Regions from separate parts of the Canis lupus genome. Here region 1 is linked to region 2. The links are chromatin contacts, called in public Hi-C maps. All regions are on one chromosome and are shown on one strand. The core of a region is the stretch at or near the end of the contact, and the rest is flanking DNA. Distances in the headings are between cores, read along the strand shown.

What was found. A called contact is a pair of places that touch in the nucleus more often than the background predicts.
Region 1: a Hi-C map of blood shows a contact between it and region 2, with 2.3 times the contacts expected there. The contact joins the promoter of SCAF11 here to the promoter of ARID2 in region 2. A contact is called at or near these places in 2 of 9 Hi-C or Micro-C datasets (amygdala and blood).

What each region holds. Positions count from the first base shown.
Region 1 is chr27:38,226,844-38,231,718 of UU_Cfam_GSD_1.0, reverse strand. It overlaps SCAF11 (protein SCAF11), which reads left to right and starts at 3,282. Exons shown (of 16, transcript XM_038577424.1): 1 at 3,282-3,473.
Region 2 is chr27:37,968,409-37,973,347 of UU_Cfam_GSD_1.0, reverse strand. ARID2 (AT-rich interactive domain-containing protein 2) reads right to left here and starts at 1,410. Exons shown (of 21, transcript XM_038577418.1): 1 at 1,168-1,410; 2 at 886-979. The coding sequence starts at 1,259. It overlaps LOC102155300 (a long non-coding RNA gene), which reads left to right and starts at 4,380. Exons shown (of 2, transcript XR_005380073.1): 1 at 4,380-4,939.

The DNA of each region.
Region 1 (4,875 bases), core at 2,033-4,532, 260 kb before region 2:
CTTATTTAAAACTGTATCTCTTTATTACCCTGTAAATAAAAAATATTGAAACCACAGAGAGAGTAACAAATCCTCACATGCAAACATAACTAGGAGGATGCTGCAGGTAAAGAAATACAGTGTTTTCCCCGGGGAGGCAAGAGATGACCTATTACAGATCACCACCCTCTTTTCTATTTGCACATGAAAGTAGAAACCACTAGTACATTAGCGTTAAGAGCCTTTTTTTCCCCGCTTAAAACATTCTCACATAATACCTAGGAGTCCAACTCTAAAAAAGGTGGAAAATTAATTATCCGCCAGAGAAAATATTTAAAAATTCATATTCTTCAGTATGGAGGTTCCTCCAAAAACTGAAAATAGAACCACCCTATGATCCAGTAAGCACACTATTGGGTATTCACCCCCAAAATACAAAAACAATAATTCAAAGGGACACAGGCACCCCTATGTTTATTACAACATTATTTACAATAGTCAAACTATGGAAGCAACCCAAGCGTCCATCAACAGACGAATGGATAAAGAGAATGTGGTCCATATACACGATGGAATATTATTCAGTCCATAGAAAATAATGAAATTTTGCCATTTGCAACATGAATAGAGCTAGAGAGTATAAAACTAAATGAAATAGAAAAAGAGAAATAACATATGATCTCACTCATATGTGGCATTTAAGTAAGCAAAGGAGCAAAGGGGAAAAAGACAAACCAGACTCTTTAACTATAGACAACTAATTGTTACCAAAGGGGACGTGGGTAGGGATTAAAAAGTATATTTATCATGATGAAAACAAAATAAAATAAAATGATAAAACAAGGGAGAAATGGCCTGGGGGGCGGGGGGGGGGGTATTCCCATTGTTTAGTTTTGTGGAAATGGTATGGTCTTTTTTAGAATTATAGTTTTTTTTTTTTAAAGGATTTTATTTACTTATTCATGAGAGACACACAGAGAGAGGCAGGGACACAAGCAGAGAGAGAAGCAGGCTCCATGCAGGGAGCCCGATGGTCTCCAGGATCACGCCCTGGGCTGCAGGCGGCACTAAACTGCTGGGCCACCCAGGGATCCCGAAATTATGGTTTTTTTTTTTTAATTTTTTTATTTATTTATGATAGTCACAGAGAGAGAGAGAGAGAGAGAGAGAGAGAGAGAGAGAGAGAGAGAGAGAGAGAGGCAGAGACATAGGCAGAGGGAGAAGCAGGCTCCATGCACCGGGAGCCCGATGTGGGATTCGATCCCGGGTCTCCAGGATCACACCCTGGGCCGAAGGCAGGCGCCAAACCGCTGCGCCACCCAGAGATCCCGAAATTATGGTTTTCTATTGGCAGATATGATCGTTTGACCTTTAATTGAATTTTAAGGACTACTTTATTTATTTATTTATTTTTTTGTTTATTTATTCATGATAGACAGAGAGAGAGAGAGGCAGAGACACAGGCAGAGGGAGAAGCAGGCTCCATGCACCGGGAGCCCGACGTGGGATTAGATCCCGGGTCTCCAGGATCGCGCCCTGGGCCAAAGGCAGGCGCCAAACCGCTGCGCCACCCAGGGATCCCCAAGGACTACTTTTTTTAAACAAATAAATAGATTTTCACGTAAAATACCTACAGGAGAACGTTGCCCCGTTAGCCTCCACCTGAAGCTACACTCCTGGAGGTCCTATCCTCTATACACGACAAAGCTACACTCATTCTGTTGGGAGGGCTCGTCACTGTCCTCGTTGACCTTGTAATTTTAGGGCATTCTTCCCTCTGAGAGTGACAGGGAAAGACGTTTCATAAAAATTTTGTTCTTCCGGGGGGGGGGGGGGGGGAGGGGGGGGGAAGTGAACTCCTCTAGATCGCGATTCCTTCACATTTTCCAAACACAGCAAAGCCCATCGGAAGCCCCACACCTCGTATCAAAAAAACTGCACAACGTGAACCCCCCGAGACTTTGAGATAGGGACAAGGCTGCCGTTCACACACTCCTCCAGCAACTCCTTGTCGAGTTTTCATGGAGTGACAGGCCCTGGGCCAGGAGCGGTTGTTATCAAAGGGAGACGCTGTCCCCGGGCCCACAGTGGGGTGGTGAGGCGGGCAGCGAGACGTCCGCGGGGGGTGCGCGGGGGGAGGGCGCCTGCCGGGGGAGCGGCGCAGCGGAGCCGGGCAGCGAGCGAGCGGGGTTAGGGACGCGCGGCGCAGCTGGCCGGCCCGGCTCCTGGGCTCCGCCCCGCGGGGCTGCCGCCTGCGCCAAGAGGCGGCGGGCGCGGGGAGGGCGCGGGGAAGGCGCGGGGAGGGCGCGGGGAGGGCGCGGGGAGGGCGCGGGGAGGGCGCGGGGAGGGCGCTCGGGCGCGCGCAGACGCCGCCCGGAGGGACAACCACGAGGTTGAAGAGTCCGGAGCTTTGAAAATAGCCGCCGGTGCGAGGGTGAGGCCGCGGCTCCCAGGCCCCGGCGGGGGATCCACGAGGCGCACCTGCTCCCGTCGCGGCGGCCGACCTGTCGCCCTGCGGGGCCCGGAGCGCACGGCCCGCCTCCAAGTTAATCATCAGCAAGTTTCTTTGTTGTTGGAAATAAGACGCGCGGTCGCGCGTAGGCTCGGGGGGCCCGGGGGGCCCGGGGGGAACCTGTCCCCCCCGCACCTTTTAAACGCCCGCCGGGAGGGAAGGAGGAGGCCGGGGGAGGGGGGCTCCAAGTCTCCCGCACGCCCACCTCCCCGGAGGGCGTGTCTCAGGTGAGCAGGACTCGCCCCACCTCCCAGCAGCCGAAGGACGCTCTCCGCTACCCGGTTACCATAACGACAGGGCGGCAAGCGCCACGCAAACCACCTCGCGCCCAGGCCCCCAGGGGCCGCCTGCATTGTCCGCCGCCCGAGCAGCGCCTCCCTCACGGCGCCTGCGCACAGTCCGCAGCGGGGAGGGGGCGGGGGAGGGAGGATGACAGCGCGCGCGAGACGTTTCCCAGAAGCCCGCGCCGCTCGCCGCCCTTCTCCCTCCCGCTCACAGGCCGCGTGACGTCACTCCGCCCGCCACGTTCCTGAGACGCTAAGGGTGGTTTGCCGGCGCCCCCCAGTGGTCCGGTGGAGCGTTGCAGCGCCGCGCGCGGGGGCCCAGCGAGCGAGGCAGGGAGCGCGGCGGGTTGGGCCGCCGCCGCCGCCGCCGCCGCCGCCGCCGCGGCCGCCGTCGTCACCGTAGCGCGCCGACATGTGGCGGCGCGGCTGAGCGGAGGGGAGGGGGGAGGAGGGAGGAGGGGGAGGGCACGCGCGGGGAGGGGAGGGGAGGGGAGGGGAGGGAGGAGGCCAGACAAGGCGGGGGGAGGGGGAGCAGCGGTGGCGCAAGTCGCGCGGAGCAGCGCAGCCCGGGGCCGCTCTCGCCGCCTCCCGACCCGGCGCCCCCGGCGACAACTCCGAGCGGGCCGCGGAGTCCATGTTGGGGAACTTGGCGTCGTGACGGGGACCCGCCGGAGCGAGCGCCTCCACCTCGGCCTGAGGTAAACGCGGGCCGGCCGCGGGGGCGGGCGGGCTCCGGCGGGCGGGGGGCGGGCGGGCGCGCGAAGTTTGCGGGTTGCGCGCGGCCCAGGCGGCGTCGCGCGCCGGGAGGAAAGTTGGAGCCGCCTGTGGAGGCGGGGGGGGCCCCTTGGTCGCCGCCGCCCCGCCGGGAGGCCCCGCTCCGGCCGCCGCGCCGTCCGCACCCCGGGGCCGGGGCCTGGCCCGCGCCCGCCGCCCGAGCCCGCGGAGGCTGCCCGCGGCGCCGCGACGCCCGCCCCCCCGACTTGGGAGACTTGGGAGACTTGGCTTTTGTCAGCCGCGTCCCGGCCCGCGCGTGAGACCAAACTTCACGGCGCCGTGACCTCCGCGCGGACGGGCCGAGGCGGCGGGCGAGGCGGCCGCGCTCCCCCCCCCCCCCCCCCCCCCGCCCCGAATTTCAAACTCTTCTCCCCCCACCCCCACCCCCACCCCCACCCCCTCGACTTTTCAGCCCGTTTCCTGGGCTGACAACAAAAGGGCCGGATCTGAACTTCTCCGGATGCGTCGCCCTCCCTTCCTCGCTCGCACCTACCGGGATCCCGTTTCTTTGGGGATCGCGCGGGCCGTCCGGCCCCTCCCCCCCCTCACGTATTTTGGAAAACCTGCTTTGGAAGTAAACGCCCGGTTGAAGTAGTCGGGTTAGAATACAGATGGAAGTGTTGAAATCGTGAGAGTTCCCCCCCCCACCCCCGCCCCCCCTCAGCGGGTTTCTGTGGAGGATTTTCGTAGCGTCCACACCGCGCGGTCTTCCTTAATCCCGGGCCGTGTTAGCAGCTAACGTCCCCGCACGCCCTCCGTGAGCCGAGGGGTTTAGGGGGAAACTGCTCAGGAGGTCCTTAAGGTTTGGCCGGTGGACGCTGGCCTTAGGTTTTCCCATTGTGGGGAATTTTTTTTTTTTTTTTAATCCCCCACTGGAAAATCAGGAAAAGCCTAATGAAGGAAGAGATGCAGTTTTCATTCTAGAAACTTAATTCAAGCATGTGGCTCCTTCCCTCAGAATATGGGACGCGAAACATTCTTCAGTAACTGGTGGTTTTTGTGTTGTTGTTTGTTTTTATTGGTAATTAATTGTATTACAATTTTGATAAGGTTCAAATCTCTAGACCGCCGCTTTCTCTTTCCTGTTTTTTTGGCAGTTGCCTTAAATCGTCCCCCCCCCCCCTTTTTTTTTTTTCTTTTTTTTGGCCGTTGGTTAAAAGCTGCAGTAAAGAAGTTTGTGGGATTTTAATTTTTGTTGCTTTGATTGATTGAGCAGATAAAGATTTGGCATTGGCTTTGAGTTTGTTTTATACTCTTCTCTGGAAGATAATCTGAATTTACTTTTTATATGCTTAGTTTATGCCATAGGAGTTTTTAAAGTTATTC
Region 2 (4,939 bases), core at 161-2,660:
CGCAAGTCCCTCTGTCGCCCCCTTTTAAATCTCAACGCGGTCCGTTTACACTAAAAAAAAAAAAAAAAAAAAGTTCAAAAGGATCAATACTGTTCCGGACAGCGACGTCGGCGGGTTCCGGGGGGGGGGCCGGGCCCGGGGCCGCTCCCGATCCCTCTCCCACATCTCTCCATCTCCATAGGCCCTTCTTTGAGGCCTACAGCTTCTGCCTAGCCTTGAAGCCTAAGATGGCTATTTGGAGACAGGTCCTGGTTTCTTTTGTTAGCCGTATAAACCGAGGGCGACGGGGCCGAGGCTGTGCCCCCGGCCGCCGGGATCATTTGGCGGCCGATTATCGATGTGAAACCTGCCCGCGCTAATTTTGAGTTGCACGAAAACTGCTCTCAGAGTCTGTGTGTCTCTGTGTCTCCGCCTGTGCTAGAGCGGCAGCCGCGGCGGAGCCGACTCGCGAGCGAGCGGGCGGGCGGGCGCGCGGGCGGGCGGGCGGGCGGGCGGGCGCGGGGCGGCGGGGCTCGGCCGGGCGGCGGGGCTCGGGCGGGCGCCCCCTGCACGCCCGCGCTCCCCGCCGCGGCGCTCGGACCCCGCCGGGCCGGCCGGCCGGGCGGGCGGGCGGGCGGGCGGCGGGCAGGGCGCGAGCCGGCGCCGGGCCGCCCGCCCGCCCGAGCCCCGCCGCCCCGCCGCGCGCACGCGAGCCACCAGGCCAAAAAAACAGCCCCGCCGCCCGGCCGCCTCCGTGCCACCGGCTGCGAGCGCCGAGAACGCCTTTTGCCCCCGCGGGCCACCGGGCCCCCCCCGCCCCGGGCCCCGAGCGCCCACTCCGGGGTCAAAGGAGACTTTTCGGAGCAGGCCAGCGAGAGGGAAATACGAATTAAAACTTCCACTCACCTTCGCGAATCCGCCTAAAGTAGTGACTCTGGTGTAGAGACCGTGAAGATCCAGCTCCTTCCCACCCACCGCAGGGATTTTTTTAAAAGGCGACCTGCGGGAGAGGAGACGAGAGAGAGAGAGAGAGAGAGAGAGGAGAGGAGAGCGAGAGGAGAGCGAGAGAGAGCGAGAGAGAGAGAGAAAGCCCCGCACTTGTCAGCCGGGACCCCGCGCCCGGCCCGGGCGGGAGAGCCCCGTTCGCCCCGGCTCGCCCCGGCGCTGCCCCCCCGGCTCTGCGCTCACCCTCTGCTGTGGTGGAACTGCCGCAGCTCGTCCAGGAAAGCGAGTCCCTTTCTCCGCTCGTCCGGAGGCGCCTTCCCCGTCGAGTTTGCCATTATTTTTGCAAAGGAGGTTTCAAAAAAAACCCGGATCGGCGTCTTAAAAGCGGCCCCCGCTCCCCGCGCGTCCTACCAGAGCCCGGAGCCCATTCCTCGGCCGGCGGCGGCGGCGGGGCTCAGTCATGGGCCGGCGGTGGCGGCGGCGGCGGCGGCGGCGGCGGCGGCGGCGGCGGCGGCGGCGCAGGGAGGGAGGGAGGGAGGGGGAGGAGGAGGAGGAGGAGGGGAAGGAGGGAGCCGGAGGCCGGGGGGAGAGGAGGGAAGGAGGGAGGGGAATTTCTAAAAAAGTTTAAAGAAATCGGAGCGAAACTAGAGGGGCAGGCGACTGCCGGATCGGCGCGAAGCCGCGGGGCGAGCGCGGCCCCCACCCCTTCCTTCCCTCCCTCCCTCCCTCCCTCCCCGCGGCCCGGCTCTCGCCCGCCTCTCAGCGCCGCCGGCCCAGGCGGCTCGGCCTGCGGACGCGATTCAACATGGGGCTGCTGCCGGGGGCGCGCGGGCGGGCGAGGGGCCGGGCGAGCCGACGGTGAGCGGCCGGAGGCCCGGAGTTTCGGCGGCGGCGGCGGCGGCGGCGGCGGGGCTGGGGCAGGCGGGGCTGGGGGTGGGGAGGGGGAGGTCTGTGTGGTGGTTTGTGGAGAGAGGGGTGACAGCGTGTATTCCGGCCGCGGCTCCGCGGGGCCCTCGCACACATTCACGCGCGGCCTGGGCCGCGGCGGCCGGGGCGTCCCCGGGCAGAAAGCACCGGCGGCGGCCGAGCCGCTGCGCGCCGCCCGCCCGCTTCCTTCCCCGCCAGCCTCGCTCTCTGCCGCCGCCGCCAGCGCCGCCGCCGCCGCCGCCGCCGCCGCCGCCACGGCCGGGCAGCCAGCGCCGCACAGCGACCCCCGAGGGCCGGCCGCGGCACTGCGCCCGGCTCCACACCGCCCCGGCAGCTCCTCGCGGGGAACAATAGACTCGGCTCGCCGGGCTTAGGGTTCATCTGCAATGTGCCGCACATTTCACACGCACACAAAGCCGGCGGAAAGGGGGGCGGCGCGGGGAAACGGCCACTACCGGTTGTTCCAGGGTTAGGGGTGGAGGCGATGTTCGCGTCCCCGGCCCGGCTGTTGCCAGGGCCGCCCCGGGGTCCCCGCCGGCCCCGCAGCACCCAGCACCGGCCTGGCGCTCGGCGGGCAAGGGAAGCTCCGAGGGGCAGCTCCTGCCGCTACGCATCCTTCACGGATCCGAATAAAGTCCTTTTTTTTTTTTTTTTTTTTTTGAGGGTCTAAGGGAATCGGCGTTTCCGAGCCTTGTGCTAGTATTTTGGGGCCTGATTAGCACATTTTCCATGAATTATCCACAAACTAACTTGAGCGAACTGGAAATCAAATACGATGGGAACTGTGTGTGTGTGTGTGTGTGTGTGTGTGTGTGTGTGTGTCCTAGTTCTCCTGGAAATACACGGATGCCCACGTCGTCTTGCCTCTCTGGTCGCTTTCACCTATCAAACTAGATTATTTTATGCTGAGTTATGCAAAAACAGTAATTAAACCGGCTCGGGAGCCAACCTTCTGAACTTGGACGATAATTAACGTTTTATATTTTCGCGTTAAGGTGCCTTCAAGATAGATGCGCTTATAAATACATAGCAAGACCTGGTGCCCCCTTGCTTCCAAACGTCTCAAAAGCCATCCCCGTGTTAAAAAAAAAAAAAGAAAACGCTGAAGGTTAATAAGAAAAAGGCTGCTTAAAGGGAGGCTAATCAGCTCAACAAATACTCCCACCTAAGTTTGCATTTACAAGGGGGTGTCGGCTCCTCGCCACGAATGGTAATGAGGCTTCGCTGTAACGGGAGGCGTCTCCTCATTCCCATTTTAGCGATGGCCACTACGGGCAAAGTCACCGAGTAACCCCAAGGTCACAGGCTTATAAAGGTCTGGAGGATGATCATTTCAGGTAGTGGTTCCAATGGGAACATTTATTCGGCGGTGGTGGGGGAATAAAAAAAAAAAAAATTATGTAATACAGCCCAGCGTGCTTCCGGTGCTCACTCTAGGAAACGGATTTATTTCCCAAGTAAAGTTTGTGTCTTCAACGGGGATTGGAATGAGGCTGTGGCTAGGAAGTTCCTGACACCCGAGGGCCAGTGAGTGTCACGGAAGCCGGGGAAAGGCGGAGACCCGGCTGGGGGAGTGGAGGAGCCGGGCCCGGGCTGGCTGGGGGGGCGGGGGGGAGGGAGGGAGGGAGGGAGGGGGCGGGGTAGGAGGGAGGCCAGGTCATCTGTCCCTTCCCCCCACCGGTCCTCTTAGGGGTGGTGGAGATGTGGGCCGCAGAGCTGCGTGGCCGGGGCTGTGCGGATTCCCTAAACGCCGCACTTGCGCACAGCCCCTTACGTAACTGTCAGCGCCGGGGATTCCCTAGAGGGGGTCATTCTATTCAACCATTACACACACCCCGGGCCGCTGCCGCCGCGCCGCCGCCGCCGCCTCACAAAATGGCGGCGCCCATAGAGGAGACAGCGGCCGCCTCCTCGGCCCCATTTTGTGGGAGGCGAGAGATCTGTCAACATGGAATACCTCGGCTGAGGATGCAATCGGAGTTTGGAGATTCTGCTCAAGGGCTGGAGCCGAGGGGAAACGAGTTTCCGCGTTCGACGGAAAATGTCCGCGACGTCTCTTCCCTCCACGCTTTTTGTTTTGTTTTGTTTTTACTATTTTCATTGTCTCGAAGGAAGCGCCAGCAGCCGCCGGGGTAACTGTAACTAAGGGGAGAAGGGAGAGCGGCGGCCGGCTGCTCGGGGCACTTGCCGCCGCCGCGGCTCGGCAGCTCCGGCGCGGCCCGGCCCGTCCCGCCATGTCGTCCCGGAGCGTCGCCTGCGCCGCTCGGCCCGCCGCGAGGGGCCGGGGCCGGGGCCGGGGCGACGCGCGACGGCAGCGGCCGCCTCCGTCTCCGCCTCAGCCGCGCCACTCGTGCCGCGAGACTTTCCGGTAGTTTGGAGACGCCGGAGCCCGCGGCAGCGTCGGTCGCCCGTGTGGGAGTCGCGGGCTCGGGGCGCTCGCGGCCGGCCGGGGGCCGGGGAGCCGGGGAGCCGCGGGGTCGGACGGCGGCGACGCCCGCAGCCCCGGCCCGGACGCCGGTCGCGCCCCGGTCGCGCCCCGGCCCCGGCCCCGGCCCCGGGCCGCTGCTGAGGGGGCCGGCCTGGGAACCGAGGCGCGGACGCGGAGATACAGCTCGGCCGGTCGGGATGTAGGTCTGTGCGTTCCTAGTGTCTCCGGTTCTCCGGCGTTGGGACATCTTCCCTAGTATCCCGGTGTGCGGTGGGCAGAGCTGTTTGGTCTTCTTTCGTAGGGAAGCGCGGAGTGGAAGGATGACCTTTTTCTTTCTTTTTTTTTTTTTTTTTTTTCATTTTTCATTTTTTTAGATTTTTTTATTTTTTATTTTTCAGGGGGAGGTTGCCACTTGGAAGCCACAGTTTGCTGTCTGTCAGTCTGTGTTTGTGCGTACACACACATGCCTGTGCAATAGTGTGTCTTACTTTTAGGAACTAATTTCTAAGGGTAAAGACCTGGAAGGTGATACTAACGTTTTAATGCCCTTTAGGAAAAGAAAAAAAAAAAAAAAAAAAAAAAGAAGAAGAAAGATGTGATCTGTCACTGGAGAGTTGACTCTGGAAAAAACAAAACAAAAAGCCTTTTCTGAAGAGAAGC